Linked DNA regions of Sus scrofa: regions 1 and 3 are each linked to region 2. A link is a contact called in public Hi-C and HiChIP or PLAC-seq data. All regions are on one chromosome and are shown on one strand. Each heading gives the region's core, a stretch centred on a gene start, on an enhancer-like site or on the middle of the called end of the contact. The rest is flanking DNA. Distances are from core to core; before and after follow the strand shown. Region 1 overlaps KIAA0232. Region 2 holds the start of BLOC1S4 (biogenesis of lysosome-related organelles complex 1 subunit 4). Region 3 holds the start of KIAA0232.

Region 1 (3,479 bases), core at 718-3,217, 110 kb before region 2:
GCCCTGGGTCTTTTCGCCTCCAGGACTAAAATACAAATCCCCTAGCAGAGCATCTCAGGTCCCTCGGAGCCGGCTTCCGGCTCGCCGTCCTCAGTCGGATTCCTCCCACCCCTCACGGCACTCCTCTGGCCTCACCATGTCAGGCCCCTTCCTGGTGCTGTGACCGGGAACGGGCCCTTCTTTTCTTCTTCCTTCAAGGCTGTTCGACGGTCATCTCCTGGCCTTCCTGCTGCCACGTACCCCTGCAGTGCCCCAGGCTGTGCACAGCCAGAGCACTTCACAGACCCCTGACCTGGCAGCTGACTCCGAGGGACCTTCCCGAGGCATCCCCTGGCTCCTGGTGCCTGCCAGTGTCCAGAAGGTCATGGACATGGGTGAGGAAAAAACCAGAAATGTGCATTAAATGCAGGAGCTGTACTCAAAACATTTTCTCAATTCTATGGAAAGATTTCACCAAAAACCCCACCCCTTTTATGACGGGTCTGCGGGAGTGTGTGCATGTGAATCCGTGTACGCACTGCTGGTACTAACTCCCACTCTAAATTTTATTTTCACTCTCCTTACGTGTAAAGTTAATTTAAATTACTGTCCACTGAGTGAATGATCACTGAAATACAAGTATATGCAGTACTGGAGTTCCTGTCATGGCTAGGCAGTTAATGAACCTGACTGGCATCCGTGAGGATGCAGGTTCGATCCCCTTAACTCGTTCAGTGGGTTAAGGATCTGGCATTGCTGTGAGCTGCGGTGTAGGTCGCAGACGCGGCTCGGACCCCTTGTTGCTGCGGCCCTGGCGTAGGCCGGCAGCTACAGCTCTGACAGGACCCCTAGCCTGGAACCGCCATACGCCGTGGGTGCGGCCCTGAAAAAAGACCAAAAAAAACACATCCCAAAAAACCAAGTATATGCAAACACTGGAGGAACTCAGGATGGGTCAGATTTTGTAACTGTTGCTGTTCATGACAGGAACGTAGAAAGGAAAGCTCTGCAAATGCTACACTAACAGTGACAACCTGCAGGGCATGCTTCCGGGTGGCTGAAAGAACAAACAAGCGTTGCTGAATACAAACATGAGCACTCTCAAACGGCCATCAATACTGGAATTACTTCTTATTTAACCTGCGGGCAAAAACAAAAAAACAGAAAAGGCAATCATCTAGATGATAGGGCCTGAGGCGAGATTTAAACAGAGGATGTAAAAGAAACTGCCACAAAGCTACAGTCATCAAAACAGCGTGGTGCTGGCAGACACAAAGACAGACACATCAAGGACTAGAAGAGACAGCCCAGTAATAGACCATCGTATTAAGTGCTCAAATGATTTTCCACAAAGGTGTCAAGACCACTGCATGAGGAAAGGACAGTCTTTTCAACAAGTGGGGCTGAAAAAACTACATATCCACATGCACAAGAGTGAGGGACTCTTACCACACACCGTTCCTAAAACTTAAGTCAAAAGACCTATACATAAAAGCTAAAACTGCAAAACTCTTGGAAGAAACAAAGGGCACAGCCTCCTGGCAGTGGATTTGGCAATGACTTCTGTATTACAACACCAAAGGCACGAGTAACAAAAGAAAAAAAAAGACAAACTCAGCTTCATAAAAAATTATAAATCTGGGGCACTGAAAGACACCATAAACAGAGTGAAAAGGCAACCCCCCGGAATGCGAGGAGATATTTGCAAATTATGTATCTGATAAGAGGTTAATTTCCAAACCTGGAGAGAAATTCTAAAACTCGGAAACAACAAAACAAATATCAGATTCAAAAATGGGAAAAGGGTCTGAAAGTGTCCAAAGAATATATGCAAATGGCCAATACACACAAGAAAAGAGGCTCAGCATCATCAATCATCAGAGAAAATGCAAATGAAAATTGTAACAAGCTACCCTCACACCAATCAGGATGGCGCCATTAAAACAAAACAAAGCAAAACCAAGAACAGGAACTAACAAGTGCTGGTGAGGCTCTGGGCCGAGGGCACCCTGTGCACGGGCTGGGCTGGAACGCGGTGCAGCCAGTATCAGTCCCTCAAGACACTGAACACAAGTTACCACAGATCCCGTGATTCCCCTCTGGGTCTATACCTACCGCTCAAAGCTGAAACCAGGTTCTCGAGAGATGACTGCCCACCATGGTCAAGGCAACAGTTCACACCAGCTAAAACGTGGACGAGACCCGTGTGCCCACTGATGGGTGGCTGAGCAAAGTGTGGCACATCCATGGGATGGAATATGAGTCAGTCCTTTTTTTTTTTTTTTGGTCTTTTTTCCTTTTCTTGAGCCACTCCCGTGGCATATGGAGATTCCCAGGCTAGGGGTCGAATTGGATCTGTAGCCACTGGCCTACGCCAGAGCCACAGCAACACAGGATCTGAGCTGCATCTGCAACCTACACCACACTCATGGCAATACTGGATCCTCAACCCACTGAGCAAGGCCAGGGATCGACCGCAACTTCATGGTTCCTAGTCGGATTCGTTAACCCCTGTGCCATGACGAGAACTCCTGAGTCAGTCTTAAAAACGAAGGAAATCCATGGAGTTCCCGTTGTGGCACAGTGGCAACAAATCTGACTAGCATCCATGAGGACGCAGGTTCCACCCCTGGCCTCGCTCAGTGGGTTAAGGATCCAGTATTGCCATGAGCTACGGCGTAGGGCGCAGATGAGGCTCGGATCTGGCCAGCCACAGAAAGTGTGATTCCACTGATATGAGATACTTAGGAGCAGTCAAAATCATAGCAACAGAAAGTACAGTAGTGGTTGCCAGGGGCTAGAGGCAAAGGGGAATTATAACATTTCCATTTCACAGGATGAAAAGAGTTCTGGAGATGAATGGTGGTGACAGCAGAGAGACATACCGGATATATTTAATACCACTGACCTGCACCCTTAGAAATGGGAAAGATGGTACATTTTATGTTATGAGTATTTCACCACTATAAAAAATGGGGTGGGGGGATGATGAGAGAAGAAATGCTGGGACTTCTCTGGGGGCAGGCCCAGTGTGGAGGGCCAGTATCTGCATCCTGCTGCCCTGCACACACAAGCCACCCACCTGAGAAAGAAGCACACATCTACTCATTTCTTCTGTAAAAACAGGAGCATCGTCTAGGTCCCGAAAATTGTTTTAAGGGCTGGGAATAAAGCAGAAAATATGACAAAGTCCCTAACTTCATGAATTGTGTATTCCAGGAGAGGAGATGTACAAATAAATATAAATATAGCAAATAATCATACTATCCCAGCTAGTTACAAGTGTTTCCAAGAAAAATAAAGTAGGAAAGGGGAGTGAGAATGGAAAGGTTCTTTTTAAACACGGTGCTCAAAGACAAACTGAGGCTAAGACCAGCAAAATTAACACCAAACTGAACAAGCAAACAAGTGAATTCCTCCTGTTAAAAAGCAACTGGCGGGGGAGTTCCCGTGGTGGCTCGCAGGTTATGAACCTGACTAGTATCAATGAGGATGTGGGT
Region 2 (3,314 bases), core at 795-3,294:
AAATGTATAAAGTTGTTTTCAGATGGAATGCTTTTCCAATAAAATAAATTTATTAATATATAAATTATAAACCAAACATTGGTAGTCATATATAGACATGTTTGCTGTAGACAAGATTGTGAGGTCATACTTTCAAATATATATATCAGAATTGCAACTTCAGAGTTAGCTGCAATAAATCAATACATTTTCTCAGAAGTTGTGTAATTTCCTTCAATTTCTAATCTGTTATATGGAAAGTTTAATAAAATTTTAAATAATTTACCATCTCAAGTAAAAGTAGGGACACAGCTGAAATGAATCTGACTAGAAACCATGAGGTTGTGGGTTCAATCCCTCACCTTGCTCAGTGGGTTAAGGATCTGGGGTTGCCGTGAGCTGTGGTGTAAGTTGCAGATGTGGCTTGGATCTGGTGTTGTTATGGCTGTGGTGTAGGCCAGCAGCTGTAGCTCCGATTAGACCCCTAGCCTGGGAACCTCCGTATGTCAAGGGTGTGGCCTTAAAAAAAGCAAAATAATAATAATAATAATAAAGTAAGAGTTCCCATCATGGCTCAGCAATTAACGAACCTGACTAGTATCCATGAGGACTCAGGTTTGATCCCTGGCCTTACTCGGTGGGTTGAGGATCCCGACGTTGCCGTGAGCTGCGGTGTAGGTCGCAGATGCCACTCAGATCTGCTGTTGCTGTGGCTCTGGCAGGCCATCGGCTACAGCTCAGACTGGACCCCTAGCCTGGGAACCTCCATATGCTGCAGGTGTGACCCTAAAAAGACAAATAACAATAATAATAATAATAATAAAGTAAAAGTAAGCTATGGAAAACTGAATCACTATTGGGATCAAATTAACAAGGCTTTAAAGGCTCAGTTTTCTTAAGTGTATACAAGTATGCAAATCTTGAAAAGATATTACTATTAGTTGAGCCGTAAAATAAATAAGTTCTGCCACAGTGCATACATAAATTCATTTATTTTGCTTCCTGGTCCCTACCCGCACAAACCCCACACCAAGTAGCTTTCAAGTCTGAACTGGAAGACATAGAAAATCATGTATCCTGGAGTTCCCTGGTGGCTCGGCAGGTTAAGGATCTGGTGTTGTCACTGCTATAGTTTAAGCCACTGCTGTGGCACAGGTTCTTCTCCTGACCCCAGAACTAACGCATGCCACAGGGCAGAAAAGAAAAAAGAAAAAGAAAATCTTATATCCTATGTGAGATGAAGACGTGAGAAATGAAGTGTGCAAAAAATTACTTGAAAATTCCAAACTCCAACATCGTGCATGTCTATTAACAGCACTTTCAATTGATAATTTCAGACCGCGTCCTCTTGCAGCGCTGTGCGGCAGACTCACACCTGAGGTCTTTCGCTGCAACAGGGAAAGTGGTCTTCTGTCCGAAACACGACGGGGGGCTCGTATCCCGTCAGCTGGGATTTGCTGGAGGGCGCCTTGTTGAAGAAGGACGGCACGTTAATTGTGTGCAGGAGTTTCCGGAATGTACTAGGGAAAGTCCCCAGCTCGGCCTCCGCCCTGGCGACATGCTCCTCCATCCTGGCCACGCTGGCGCCGATCATCCCCACGAAGGCCTCGAGCCGGTCGATCTTGCTGTAGACCCGACGCATCTCGGTGGCCTTAGCGTAAATGCGAGGCACGCCTTCGCTAACCACGTGGGAGGAGTCGCCGCGCAGCATGTCGAGCATACCCACAAACTCGTCCACCCTGGTGAGCAGATCCTCCAGGCTCGCGTCCAAGGCCTCGACCTCGGGGCGCGCCCCGGCGCTGGGCAGCAAGCAGGTGGCGTAGCCGGCGGCTGCGCGGCGCAGCAGCGGCAGGTCCCGGCCCGGCGCGCCCAGCTCGGGACCCTCGTCCTCCCACGGCCCAGAGGCGCTGCTGTGGCTCTGGGACACGTTGCCGCTGTCCCCGCTCCAAGAAGCTACCTGGGGATCCGCCTCCTCTGCCGCTGGCACCTCCAGCGGCCGCAGGCACCCAACCGGGTCACCCTCCATGGCGCGCGACGCCCAGACTTCCACCCACTTCCGGTCTCAGCGCGCATGCGCACGCATGGCACGCAGCCACACTTCCGGCCTCCACGCGCGCACTTTGCGCCGCGCAATCCCCTTGTTTCTGGTCCCTTGCCCGCCGCAGGCACGTGCGCGCGCCCGCGCCACCTCCGCTTGCAGCGGCCGGAGCACTCAGGCCCCGCGTATACGTTCATGCTCAGAACCCTTTTTTATATTTTTGATGCTGCGCCTGCATATAGAAGGTCCCCCGCTAACAGTCAAATCAGAGCTGCAACTGGGACCTGTGCGACAGCCATAGCAACACGGATCTGGGCGGCATCTTCGACCTACATGGCGACTTACGGCAACACTGGATACTTAACTCACGGAGCAAGGCTAGGAATCACACCTGCATCCTTTTGGTTTTTTTTAATTATTTTTATTTTTATTTTATTTTATTTTTCAAACCTGCATCCTTACAGAGACAAGGATAGGTCCTTAACCCACTGAGTCACAACGGGAACTCTCAGAACCCTTTTTAAAAATATGAAAGTATAACGAATACAATAAATGAATCTTAAATGTACACATGGATGGAATTCTCGCTGTGGTGCAGTGGGTTAAGGGCTTGGCTTTGTCTCTGCAGTGGCAGGTGTTCAATCCCTGGCCCAAGCACTGCGTTAAGAATCCAGTGTTGCTTTCTCATAGCTTGGATTCGATCCTGGCACAGGAACTTCCATATGCAGTAGGTATAGTTTAAAAAAAAAAAAGTACACATTTATTGTTTTGTTCATATCCATACAACCATGTAACCTCCAACCAGGTCAAAATATAATACTGAGGCACAAGGTGGGTAGGCTCCAGGTTAGACTTTTACAGCCAGCCTCCTGTTTATTCTTTGAGATAGACTAGGAACAATGAGGTTGCGGATTTGATCCCTGGCCTCAAACAGTCGGTTAAGGATCTGGGTGCTGCCCTGAGCTGTGGTGTAGGTTGCAGATGCGGCTCGGACCTGGCATTGCTGTGGCTGTGGAGTAGGCTGGCAACAACGGCTCCAATTCAACCCCTAGCCTGGGAACCTCCATATGCCGAAGGTGTAGCCCTGAAAAGACAAAAAATAAAAAAATTTTAAAAATAACAACAGAACAGAGTAAATAAATGGACTTTGTCTCCTGTGGACATTTTTTTTTTGTCTTTTCTAGGGCTGCTCCCATGGCACATGGAGTTCCCAGGCTAGGGGTCTAATTGGAGCTGCAGCCACTGGCCTACGCCAGAGCCACAGCAACACGGGATCCGAGCCACGTCTGCAACCCAC
Region 3 (3,297 bases), core at 93-2,592, 64 kb before region 2:
CTGCTTTTTTTTCAAAACGAGCGAAGACCCAGAGAAGCAAAACTCATTCTCAGGAACTTGAATGAAGCAGCCAACCTAGACAGCCAGGAATCCTCCCCGGGTCTTTATTAGCAGAAAGCACAGTGAGTTAAACCATTTCAAAGCACCGCATGTCCCCCGAGCCGCTCAATCTACACTCTACGAGGTTAGGTCTCCAGAGCTTGCCGAGAAAGGACTGAAACTGAAAGGTGGCCAAAGAGAAATCTTAAACCGGGCCTGTCACGATTTGGGGGTCTGCCGCCAGGCGCCAGGCAGGGCCTGTCAACCGCGCGCCGCACGCCGCGTCCCGGCGCGGCAGGCAGCATTTCCCACGCGACCACCCGCTCCTCGGACGCCGCCGAGCCGGCAGCGCCGAAGGGCCGCCGGGGCCGCCAGGGCTCGGGAGCCGCCCCAGCGGGCCCCGGCCCTCCCGCGCCGCCGCCGCCGCGGGTGACTTTGCGGGCCCGTCCCTCCCGCGGGCGGCCGTAACCTTCGGCGAACCTTGCGCCGCAGGGCCCGCCCCGCCGCCAGCGCCCGCCCCGCGCGCGCAGCGCCACCGGCCCGCAGGCCCGTCAGTCGGCGCCGGCCCCGCCCCGCCCCGCCCCTCCCCCGCCGGCGGTTTCCCTTCCCCGGCCCCTAAAGGACAATGCAGGAGGGGAGGGGGCGGGCGGACGCGGCGGGGCGAGGGCAGCGCCGCGAGCGCCCACCCGCCGGCCGGCCGCGCCGGGAGCCCCGCGGCCGCCGCTCCCCGGGCTCCGCAGCCCGGCCGCACATCCACTCCCCGCCTCGCCTCCCCCCAGAGAGCCGCTCCCAGCGCGGCGACACCGGCCCATTGTGCGGACTCATCGCCCGCCCCCCGCGCGCGCCGAGCCCGGCGCAGGGGTCCCCAGGGCGGGGGTCGCCGGGCCCGCAGCCCACCGCACGCCCGGGGCCCGGCCGGGGTCCTCGCGGAGCCCGCGGCCCGGCGGGACGGCCCGGCCTCCCTCAGGCCGGCCCCGGAGCCCCGCTGCGGCGGCCCGCCCGGCCCGGCCGCGCCTGCCGGGCCGAGGGGCCCCAGCCCACCCTGCGCCCGCCCGCGGTACCTGCTGAGCAGCCGGGCGGCGCGGCGGCCGGCGAGGGCGCCTCCTCGCTCCGAGGGCTCCGAGCCGCTGCCGAGCGCCGGGCGGCCCTGGCCTGCGCCTTACGTAAAGCGGCGGCGGCTCCGGCGCCACTCGGCGGAGGGCGGGAGGCGGCGCGCCGCGGCCGCTCCGCTCCGTTACCCGGCAACTGGCCTCAGCGCCCCGCCAACCGGGCGCGCTCCATATCCTTCCGCCCAGGCGCCGGGATTACATCAGCGCCACCGCCCCGCCCCGGGGCCCCGCCCCTCCAGCGGGCGCGGGGCCCCGGGGCGGGGGCGTGCGGGCGCGCGGAGGGCCCCCTGGCCCGGGCCAGCTCTGCAGCCGCGCTTGGGTCCTGAGAGGCTCGAGGGCCGGAGGCGGGAGCCCACCCAGTGTGCGAGTTGTCGGAGCCGAGGCTGCCCCTGCGGAGGGGCGCGTGGGGCTGCTCTTGGCAAAAGCCCTTAAACTCCGCCGCCACCCTTCCCGCCCCCGGGCCGCCTCGGCCGCTCCTGCTTCCCGGCACATGCTCCACCTGTCTGCGCCCCCCTCCTCGCTGCGTCCTGGGATGGCTGGAGTGGGCGGTTTAACATTTTTTTTAACCCAGAAGACAAGCTAAAGAAATGTGACATGGCTGTTTTTATTAAGTAGGCAAAAATAAATTCTGGAAGATTCGGAAGTGGGAACCAAAAATGTGCACTAACCTTTTAGTCAAAGTTTCTTCACACCCACCCACTTTACTTAAATGTGATTTCTAGGCCTGTCCTTAAAAAGGCAGCTTAAGTATCATAGGCAGCAGAGAGGAAGGAGCCCTGAGCCCGGGTGGGAGATTGCCAATTTACAAAAGAGGGACGAGGACTTGTGCGGGGGGGGGGGGGGGGGCGCTACCTGCCGTTGTTCAGTGATGTATCTGTTGAGCACCTACTAGATGCTGGCCACTGGACTTTTCTGTTCAGAACTGAAGCAAAGTTCCCATACCAGCTCACTGACAGACTGGAAGGGGCAAACTGGATCCTAGGGGCGGGGGTGCTGGAGGAATGGACCACGAACTATGTACAGACTGTCTACAAAGGGGTTTCCTGTACCCTTGTCCTTTGTTCTTGAGAAGAATCTTGGGTCAAGGCTACCATCCCCATTACTCGGGAGAGGAACTGAGGCTCAGAGATAGTTACCGATTTCTCCTAAACTTTACTGCTCGTGAGTAGGCGAGGTTTTCTGACTCCCCTAAACCATCCCGCCTCTTGCAGGATTTGGACCCAAGCTCCTGGCTCTGAGACCTGGGGTCTTCTCCCTTTACACAGCTCTCTCCCTTCATCAGCTTCCCCTCAATTTTCTTCTGTGGCATTCTTCTCAGTTGACTGCATCCCATATGAATCACAATGCATTCAATCAGTGTCTTCGGAGCACCTGTTCTGGGCCTGGCTGGAGATCAAACTCTGAAAAGAGGGAGAGAATGAAAGTGTGCACGCGGGAGTTCCAGAGTGAACTGGGTGCCAAGAAGGGACAAGTAGTGAGCTTTGGAGTCTAGCTCCCAGGTGCTCCCAGACCTGGGATTTCACAGACCAGTGAAATTCCCCCCCAGATATAGGGGATTTGCAGAGTGGTCAACTTTTGGCTTTTGCCACATTGTTCACTTTGTTGTCATCTACATTCATGGTTTTGTGGAAAGGACTTATTAACAATGAAAATTAAAAATACGCTTGGCCATCTGTATCCATGAGTCTGCATCTGCAGATTCAACCCACCAGGGATCAAAATATTCAGGGGGAAAAAAAATCCAGAAAGTTCCAAAAGCAAGGTTGGAATTTGCCACAACCATTTACCTCACATTTACATTGTATTTATAACTATTTACATAGCATTTACATTGTGCTAGGTGTTATAAGTAATCTAGAGATGATTTAAAGTCTGGGGGAGGGGGCTGTGCACAGGTTGTACGCAAATACTGTGCCATCTTATATAAGGGACTCGAGCATCCTCTAGTTTGGGTATGGAGCCAGTCCTGGAACCACTAGGGATTGAACCATGACTGTAGCAACAATATCTCTCAGATATTCTCAGAAGAAAGGAAACACAGTTGGCAACTTTATAGCCACACACACACACAGTTACTGACTTTGTTTCTCATTTGCTGCAGACCAGTGTTTATACACCACAAATTTCTTGGAAGAAGAGATATTTAAAC

Evidence for each region. A called contact is a pair of places that touch in the nucleus more often than the background predicts. HiChIP or PLAC-seq counts read pairs in DNA pulled down with a chosen protein or histone mark.
Region 1: a contact with region 2 is called in an H3K27ac HiChIP or PLAC-seq map of alveolar macrophages. The contact joins the enhancer-like site here to the promoter of BLOC1S4 in region 2. A contact is called at or near these places in 1 of 5 promoter capture datasets (liver), 4 of 47 Hi-C or Micro-C datasets (embryonic fibroblasts, epiblast stem cells, liver and 1 more) and 2 of 2 datasets of contacts at active chromatin or transcription factors (alveolar macrophages and skeletal muscle).
Region 3: a contact with region 2 is called in a Hi-C map of liver, with 2.9 times the contacts expected there. The contact joins the promoter of KIAA0232 here to the promoter of BLOC1S4 in region 2. A contact is called at or near these places in 1 of 5 promoter capture datasets (liver), 13 of 47 Hi-C or Micro-C datasets (alveolar macrophages, brain, embryonic fibroblasts and 5 more) and 2 of 2 datasets of contacts at active chromatin or transcription factors (alveolar macrophages and skeletal muscle).

The regions. Positions count from the first base shown.
Region 1 is chr8:3,982,959-3,986,437 of Sscrofa11.1, forward strand. The region is part of intron 3 of KIAA0232; the gene reads right to left. Among named protein-coding and RNA genes, the nearest start is that of KIAA0232, 47 kb to the right of the region's middle. Within about 2 kb of position 1,968, at least 3 of the 83 cell types and tissues checked have an H3K27ac peak or open chromatin away from gene starts, as enhancers often do. A contact at or near this core is called in alveolar macrophages, where this site is marked.
Region 2 is chr8:4,093,746-4,097,059 of Sscrofa11.1, forward strand. BLOC1S4 (biogenesis of lysosome-related organelles complex 1 subunit 4) reads right to left here and starts at 2,045. Exons shown (of 1, transcript XM_003356845.4): 1 at 1-2,045. The coding sequence starts at 2,005. The coding sequence ends at 1,349.
Region 3 is chr8:4,030,053-4,033,349 of Sscrofa11.1, forward strand. KIAA0232 reads right to left here and starts at 1,343. Exons shown (of 13, transcript XM_021100968.1): 1 at 1,101-1,343.